Regions from separate parts of the Triticum aestivum genome. Here region 2 is linked to region 1. The links are chromatin contacts, called in public Hi-C maps. All regions are on one chromosome and are shown on one strand. The core of a region is the stretch at or near the end of the contact, and the rest is flanking DNA. Distances in the headings are between cores, read along the strand shown. Region 1 has its middle 5.8 kb from the start of LOC123185242. Region 2 holds the start of LOC123188575 (ultraviolet-B receptor UVR8).

Evidence for each region. Hi-C and Micro-C count contacts between places; a contact is called where the count stands out from the background.
Region 2: a Hi-C map of leaf shows a contact between it and region 1, with 4 times the contacts expected there. The contact joins the promoter of LOC123188575 here to the enhancer-like site in region 1. A contact is called at or near these places in 2 of 5 Hi-C or Micro-C datasets (both in leaf).

What each region holds. Positions count from the first base shown.
Region 1 is chr2A:307,525,711-307,530,393 of IWGSC CS RefSeq v2.1, forward strand. No RefSeq gene overlaps it. Among protein-coding and RNA genes, the nearest start is that of LOC123185242, 5.8 kb to the left of the region's middle. Within about 2 kb of position 2,016, at least 6 of the 8 cell types and tissues checked have an H3K27ac peak or open chromatin away from gene starts, as enhancers often do. A contact at or near this core is called in leaf, where this site is marked.
Region 2 is chr2A:308,024,732-308,029,414 of IWGSC CS RefSeq v2.1, forward strand. It overlaps LOC123188575 (ultraviolet-B receptor UVR8), which reads left to right and starts at 2,332. Exons shown (of 6, transcript XM_044600737.1): 1 at 2,332-3,205; 2 at 4,586-4,683. The coding sequence starts at 2,894.

The DNA of each region.
Region 1 (4,683 bases), core at 766-3,265:
ATATCTCTTGTGGATATGACCTTACCTATAGGTTTTGCTTGCTTCGTGTGACTTTTGTGTTTTTTATTGATTGATGTTGTGTGATGTGCGATGTGATTCATTTTGCGAGTAGAATAAGTTTGCATTGTTATAGACCCCTACCTATTTATTATGCTTGAAGATTCAAGAAGAGCAAGCTATGAAAAGATGGTGTTATGACGATTTCTTCGTTGATGCACGAAAGGAGCTACCTACATTGAAGACCTTGAAGATACAAGATTTTTATATGCGTATATCGTTAGACGCATTTTGTGAGCTGTCATTGTGTCTGTTTTACTAACAGCGCACATCAAAACTTATTTTCAAAACTATTGTGATGCTTGTATGGGTATACCTGTCTCCCTCTACAATCTATTATTCCCCCTAAACCTAAGACCCGCGCAAAAGGAGTTACTACATTGCTTGCAAATCCCGAGAATGGAGTGAAGATGGATGCAACCTAGGGATGAGTTCAAGCTAAACCACATGCGCCAGGACCGCCAAGAAGCAAGCACAATCTTGCTGAAGGAAGAAACCTGGAGGAAGCTATAGTTCATCAGTACATGTTTTATAGTAGTTCAGTCTCGCATGCAGAACCAATGGAATTATCCGAACCTAGTTCGTGAAAATAGAAAATTTTGCAATGTTTGTGAGGATGCCTGAGTGTTAGAATGCGAGATTTGCTAAACCATATACAAGGTAATGATTTGAGTGTGGAATGGCTTGATCACCATACCGGCTTACTCTTATTATTCGCTCTTGCTATGTGGCATGGTAAATCTAGAGTGACTTACCTATAGTAGATACACGATGATGTTAAGCCTTAAACCATAGAATGGTATGCCATTTGACCCTTGTAGAAGGCCGCCGCTGCCAATAGTAGGTTGTAACGGTGAGGATGAACCAAGACCATTTTCTGCAGGAACCACCATAGAAGTATTCTTGATGACCACCATGAGAGTATCGATATTTGTTTAGTATCGGCACAAGACATGTGAGCCATGAAGTTTCAGTATATGGAAGACTGCTCTTTTGATAAGGGATTCAGAATTTCGAAGGAGTGCAAGACATGTGTGAAGGATTTCATCGAAGGAGTAAGATTTCTAAAGATCAGTGACTTTTATTCTAAGGGTGGTAGTACTCCACACTCTCGGATAAACAATGGATATTCAAGGAGAATACCAAACCTAACCTTTTCTTTCTAGCCTCTCCGAATCTCGAGGACGAGATTCATTTTAAGGGTGGTAGATTTGTAACATCCCAAAATTATAAATTTTGGAATGTTAATTATTTAAATAGGATTAAATAAAAACATGCTTGGGTTGCTTGTTGTTAGTTCATTTTGACTAGGATTTGAAACTTTTGAGTTGAATGAATATTTAAAATGAGAGGGAATAACATGACTTCCCGAATATTCCTTTCAAGCTTATTTTGAACTTTGAGAATATTCATAATGTTTCCAATTCAAAATATGAGAGAGGATGACAGGACTTCCTCAAAGAATACTATTGTTGAATAATTGAATATTCACCCATTTGGATTTCAATATTTATAACAATTCTAACTCAAAAATAAATTCTATGAGAGAAGGAAATATATGACTCCTTCAATGTTAAAAGAGTTGGATATGTTTCAAATGGTATTTGTATTTGTCAGAGTTCAAAATTATTTTATGGAACATTTTATAAGTGCAAAAATAAAGTTTATAAAAATATAATCGGTACTCTATATAAGTATTTTGGACTGGAAAATGTCCACTATGTTGTATGTAACACAATTTGTTTTTGTGAGTGTCCTGGTCTTTTTTATAAAATGATTGGATTTTTTTGAGCCAAAATCATTTCTGTAAAAGAAACTGGACTAAAGCCTAAACCTCGCTCACCCACATTACAGCGCAGCAGCAGCTAGCAGGCTGGCCCACTTCAGCATAGCGCAGCCAGCAGCCTCGCACGCACGTCAGCGTGACGTCAGCATCATCCCCCGGCTATCTGTCTCTCTACTCCTCGTCTGTCTATGACGCGTAGGCCCCACTCACCTTCTCCTACCTCTATCCGATCTCCTGGTCGTGTACGCCACCGCTCTGTGCGTTTCTCACAGCCGCGCCCGATCTCTCCGATCCCCACGAGGTTCTCATGCGTATGGACCACCCCGGGACCCCCTCGCTCTCTTCTTCCGATACCCTGCCTTGCCTCACGGGTCAGAGCTCGAAATCGAGCGAAGCAACCCCAGTGAGCTCCGCCGTCCTGAGTAGTGCCGACGTGAAATTCTCCCGCCTCGGTAAGCCTCGTTCCTCGCCGAGACTTTCTATGTATTCGCAGATACCTCATGCACCTCTACCCCCTTTGATTTTGCCCAGGATCGCACCAAATTGAGCTCCCCAGCTAAACCAATCTCGCCAGAGCATACCATCGCCGCCGCATGTTCATTCGCCCACCATCGTCTCTACAGGACACACCGGAACTCCCTGAGGACACCAAAGGACTCCCCATGAACCTCCTTGTCTTCCAGCATCTTCATCGATCACCTATGGCCATTAGGAGTAACATCATCGCCGATCAGGCCCATCGTCGTCTCCTCTGTTCTGGTGAGGAATACCCCACTGATTCGAACCCTAGTTTTAAAAGAACATCAGCCATCCATTGCGACTTAATCCAACGGCTCAGAATGCTTCTTCACTAAACCGGTATCCTCCACTCAGAGCATGCCACATGGCGCGATAATAGCAGCTGCGATAGCAGCTCAATTCACTAACACGGCAGCAATTTCAGCATATCAAAAACATTGCCACGGTAGCAGTTTTTCACAGATTCACACCAAATTTCATTATGCTACATATTGAGATCCATGAAGGAAATACGCCCTAGCGGCAATAATAAAGTTGTTATTTATATTTCCTTATATCATGATAAATGTTTGTTATTCATGCTAAAATTGTATTAACCGGAAACTTGATACATGTGTGAATACATAGACAAAACAAAGTGTCCCTAGTATGCCTCTACTTGACTAGCTCGTTAATCAAAGATGGTTAAGTTTCCTAACCATAGACATGTGTTGTCATTTGATGAACGAGATCACATAATTAGGAGAATGATGTGATGCACAAGACCCATCCGTTAGCTTAGCATAATGATCGTTTAGTTTTATTGCTATTGCTTTTATTGATGACTTATACATGTTCCTCTAACTAAGAGATTATGCAACTCCCGGATACCGGAGAAACACCTTGTGTACTATCAAACATCACAAGGTAACTGGGTGATTATAAAGATGCTCTACAGGTGTCTCCGATGGTGTTTGTTGAGTTGGCATACATCGATATTAGGATTTGTCACTCCGTGTATCGGAGAGGTATCTCTGGGCCCTCTCGATAATGCACATCACTATAAGCCTTGCAAGCAATGTGACTAATGAGTTAGTTACGGGATGATGCATTACGGAACGAGTAAAGAGACTTGCCGGTAACGAGATTGAACTAGGTATGAGGATACCGACGATTGAATCTCGGGCAAATAATGTACCGATGACAAAGGGAACAATGTATGTTGTTATGCGGTTTGACAAATAAAGATCTTCGTAGAATATGTAGGAACCAATATGAGCATCTAGGTTCCGTTATTGGTTATTGACAGGAGATGTGTCTCGGTCATGTCTACATAGTTCTCGAACCCGTAGGGTCCGCACGCTTAACGTTCGATGACGATTTGTATTATGAGTAATGTGATTTGATGAACCGAAGTTTACTCGGAGTCTCGGATGACATCACGGACATGACGAGGAGTCTCAAAATGGTCAAGAGGTAAAGATCGATATATTGGAAGGCTATATTCGGACATCAGAATGGTTCCGAGTGATTCGGGTATTTTTCGGAGTACTGGAGAGTTACAGGAATTCGCCGGGGGAAGTTAATGGGCCTTATTGGGCTTTAGTGTGGAGAGGGAAGAATGACCACGAGGTGGCGCACACCTCCCCCCTGCCCAAACTGAATTGGACAAGGGGTGGGGGTGTGGCCCCCCTTTCCTTCCCCCTCTCCCTCCTTTCCTTCTTTCCTACTCCGAAAGGAAAGGGAATCCTATTAGGACTTGGGAGTCCTAGTAGGATGAAACGTCCCGAGACCGTTGCGCCAGGTGTCTTCCAGTTATTCGCTGTTGTTGCCTTGTCATTTGTTTGTGTGTCATGCATTTCATATCATGTCATCATGTGCATCACATTTGCATACATGTTCGTCTTATGCATCCAAGCATTTTCCCCGCTATCCATTTTGCAATCCGACACTCCTATGTCCTCCGGCGCCCTCCTTTTGCCTCTTTTTGTGTGCGGGTGTTGAACGTTCTCGGATTGGACCGAGATTTGCCAAGCGGCCTTGGTTCACTACCGGTAGACCTCATGTCAAGTTTTGTGCCATTTGGAGTTCGTTTGATACTCCAACGGTTAACCGGGGACCCTTAAAGGCCTCGTGTGTGTTGCAGCCCAACACCCCTACAAAGTGGCCCAAAACCCTTCCAAACCCCCTCCATCCTCTCGGCCGTTCGATCACGATCGCGTGGCCGAAAACCGCACCTCATTTGGACTCTCCTAGCTCCCTCTACCTATATATTTGTGACCCCCCCCCCCCCGAAATTTCGCGGTACAAACCCTAGTCCTCTTCCTCCTCGCGCCGCCGGA
Region 2 (4,683 bases), core at 1,082-3,581, 500 kb after region 1:
ACAGGGGACACACTGCGGGGAATAGCAAGGACCTCATGGACCTTGTTGGTGGAGAAGGATACGCTTGAGGGAACGACAAGCTCGAGGGCGACGTTTGGAGTGGCCGCCACGAGTGTGTACTCGTCCGGTCCTGCAACAGCGACGCCGCAGGTGCTGCTCGCGAAGGACTTGGGGTGATGGAACCTAGACGTGGAGCGGCGGGTTGATGTTGGCCATCACAGGAATGTTGAGGGCGCCGAACTTGTCACTGAGGTCGACGACGGACTCGTGGTAGACGGTGGTGACCTTGTCGATGCTGTCGGTGGTGGCGACCTGGTGTGAGCATTCCGTCGAACAAGTGAGATGCGCCATTGCGCTACAGGTAGGGGGCGCATCGTGTATGACCTCGACAACCTCCTGGGCCTTGCCTATGGAGTAGGAGACACTTGGGATAGGCGTTGACGCGTCGGTTGTGCTCTCTGGCGAGGTGGCGGACGGTGGTGGGTTTTGGACATGGATGCCCAGTTTCTCGGTGAGGGACCTTATGGTGTTGGTGTAGGCGTCAAGGGCTGGCGTCAAGCCGCTGGAGATACTCCTGGATGGACGGATCCATGGCTGATTCCCTCAGATGGTGGCGGTGAAAATAAATTGTGAAAGAATTTGGGGAAGGGTGGTGCCTGGCTCTGAATACCAGATGTAAGGAAGAGATTGGGGACCACTCGATCTACTACGATCTTTCATTAGTTTGGGATACAAGCTTTGATTACATACGAATTTGATTACATGAACGGAGGGAAACAAGGTAGGGGAAGAACGGAGGAAAGGGAAGGAGGTAGCCGCCGCCGGTTCGTTCGGTGATCCCCTGGATGGTTTGCTCCTTGCCTTCGATCTGGTACTTGTAGCTGCAGCGATGGGGTAGTGGGCGGGCTAGGTCCATGAGCGGCCCAGTGGGCGGGCCAGGTCCATGAGCGGCCCAGTGGGCAAGCCCATATGCGTACATGCTAGGATGGCTCCTAACATCATCCGAGTACGCTCAGTTTTTGTTCCCATCGACGCTGAAGCCATCCTGGCAATACCACTTTGCACAAGGAGTATGGGTGATTTCTGGGCTTGGAGCGGAGAGAGAAGAGGGAATTTTTCTGTAAAATCTACGTATAGACTGATTATGCAAACCGAGATCACTAGGGGAAACTGGATTGAGGAAACCGAGGGCTCTTCTGGGGCTGACCAGGAGGGCAAGGAGTGGTCTGCACTTTGGAAAACGGAGGTCCTGTCAAAGGTGAGGACGTTCCTGTGGCGGTTAGCCCGTAGCTCTATCCCAACTGCAGACCTGCTTGAGCATAGACACATGGCAACCTCAGCATCATGCAGATTATGTGGAGCGAGGGATTCATGGCGGCATGCCCTCATCAATTGTTCCATGGCCAGAAGTACGTGGGCACTGTCTGATGAAGACCTTGTTGATCAGATGATCCAGTTTGACTGCGACAACGCGAAGGAATGGATATTCAAAATGAATGCGGTACTGCCGGATGACCTTTTTGTACGTATGGTGATCACCCTCTGGGTGGTCTGGAGCGCGCGAAGAAAGGCGATCTATGAGGACATATTCCAGAGCCCTATGTCAACGCATATGTTCATCCAAGCGCAGCTAAACGACCTCCAAATCATCAAGAAGCCGGAGCAGAGGACCGTGAATGCAAGAACAGAGAGACCCATGAGTTGGCAGCCACCACTGGGAGATTGTGCAAAAATAAATGTTGATGCAGCTACAAGGGGCATGGCAAAAGCAGGGTCGGCCGCCGCAGTATGCAGGGACAAGACATGCGTTTTTTTGGGGGCCTTTGCCTTGGTTCTTAAGGGTATTCATGGTCCTACTACCTTAGAAGCTTTGGCGGTCAGAGAGTCGTTGGCGCTAGCAGAGGACCTGAACTTAAACTCCATCCATGTGGCGTCTGACTACAGGGTAGTGATCGACGACATCAAACAAAAGCATGGAGCAAGTTATGGTGCAATCATACATGAAATCATAGATCATGCCATTAGTTTCAATACTTGTATTTTTGTTCATGAATTTAGGAGTTCGAACTTCAAGGCTCACAGTCTTACGAAGCACGCATTGCAGTTAGGGCTTGGCCGCCATGTCTGGTTAGACCATTCAGCGAACTTCCATTCGTCTTTATAAACATTATGACGGTTTAAATAAAAAGCTTCGTGGAGTGTCAAAAAAATCTGAGGCGATAGTGGCGGCCACGCCGAGGCCGAGCCACGTCGTCCTCCGCGCACCCACCGAACAGATCAACGAACATTCTTTCCTTCCCACTGACACCGCATCGCTCCCTGGAAACACTCACTGACATGTTGCCGTAGCCACGATCGGCCCTACTGCGCAGGCGCAGCGAGGCTTCACGGCATTCTATTCTCTCTCTCTCTTCCCCTTCCTTGCTTTCCTCTGCTTCCTGTCGGTTCGTGTTCGTCCGTATCCTTTTTGCGTGCGTACAAATATATACTGGCCAAATTTCTCGGAAAGGAGCCCCTTCCCTTCCCCGCTTCAATTCCCACCTCCGACCAACCGATTCTTATCCAGTTTCTGCTTCTGCCGATTCGATTCAATTCAATTCGGCCCTTCCTTGCCCGATTGGATTTGGATTCGATCCGCTGTTGCTGGTTCGAGCTTCCAGCGGGGGACCTGGAATCTGGTGGATCTGATTTGGTTTCTCCGCTCCGCTTCACCGGCCCGCAGCAAATCGGTCGCTACTCCGCGGATTAGCCTCTCTTAGTTTTCCTTCTGCTTTCCTACCATTTCGATACGCTCGTCCGGATCTTTGGATGATTCCAATCGATTTCGCACCAAAACCGCCGATTTTTCACCCCAAGGACAGCGATTCCTCCTCGTAGCTGTGGCGGTGGATCCATGGCTGGGGAGAAGTCGCCTCGCGCTTTCTCCATGGAAGAGTTACCGGGCCACCTCATCGGGGAGGTACTGAGCTCCGGCAGGCTCGCCGCTGGTGACCTCGCCAGGCTTGAGGGTACCTGCCGCGCCCTCCGTCCTCTCGCTGAGCAAGCCGCCTCGCGGTTATGCGCAGCGCGCATGGCCTGCTCCGTCATTGGGCCTGCGGCTCGTGGGGAGCTCCTCGCAAGATGTGGCGGTAGTTGGAAGAAGGTGCTGAGGTTCCTGCAGTCAGTGGAGCAATCCTTCGACACCGTACATACCTCGTCCGGCAACGTGAGGACCCTTTCTCTCATTTACTACTGATATAACATAGGGAAAATGCAACCTTTTTGGTGGGTAGAGATGTTGGTCGTAATGATTGGGTTCACTGGGTTTACATTTACACATATGGGAATTGGGATAAATTAGAGATACATTCGGTCATGCATGGCTCAAGGTATTCTGAGTAACCAAAGTAGGAAAAGAGCACACACCCACATTTGGCTTAAAGTGGGACGCATCATATTCATCATAAGACAGTGAACAGTAAAAACTAATTCATGATGAGAAACTTAGTAACCTTTCTGTCGTATGCACTCCTATGGCATATAATGCTACCATGGACATGACATGAAATCAGATGCAATCATTTCGAAATGATTTATTATGATGGCCTCTTGGTAAATTCTGTTGCCAATTCGTTCTACTCCCTCTGTTCCAAAATAGATGATTCAACTTTATACTAACTTTAATACAAAGTTGGGTCATCTATTTTGGAACGGAGGGAGTATGTTTTAAGGTTTCTTACATTTTAAGCATGCATGTGCAACACACGTATAACTCTAGGAAAAAATTGAGCCATCCATCTTGCATCAAGAGAACCCTTGTACTTTGGACAACACACATCTAATAGTTTACTCGTGCCATTCTCCAACCCTGTCACGCTCTATTTCCAAGCATATTTTCTTCCATTTCATATCAAACAAACATTTTGAGAAACATTGTGATATGGTTGTTCACTCCAGCCAGTGACATGACATGGGTCGACTTTGCTCTTCCCTAGCATATACTAATAAGCATTGTAATCGTTTATAGGGTTTTCCCATGTATGAACTCACAAATAATCAGCCAGAGCCCATGTCCACTTGAAAGCTAACCACAACCCTCCTGTGGGCACTTGAAAGGTGTATCCACGTTTGGAATGCTCTGGTGGCAAACATCTCAAGATACTCATGGAAAGAAGTTTGGCTTTTTCCTTGACCTGACCATATCCCACAAGTATCCAGAATGTTTGCCACATGACTGACCATGCACATGTTCTTGTGGACAAGACTGTTCGGGCTTTTTGTTGAATTTCATGCGTATTAGGTTGTTTTGGAGGGGGGCAGAAGTGTTCTTCTGGGCTTGCTACTTTTACGTAGAAAAATGTAGCCTTCTTCCTTGCGGAGTTAATAATATGTTGAACTTGTTGTGATTGACACTTTTTGGTATGTTTGCCAATAAGTAAATGAATTAGCTAGGAAGTTATTTCTTTTTTGTCTACAACTTGTTTTGTTATTTTTTATTGGCAATGGCTTCTTTAGTATGGCACTGAAATGGTTGTAATTTTCTGATATTAGAAAATCATGTCCAAATTGGCTTCTTATCTATGTGAACATGTTGTATTGTTTCCAGATGCAAGTAGCGACAGGGAGATATCACACGCTCTTAGTCCATGACTCTTCGGTCTATTCTTGTGGGTCCAGTTTGTGTGGTGTGCTAGGACATGGTCC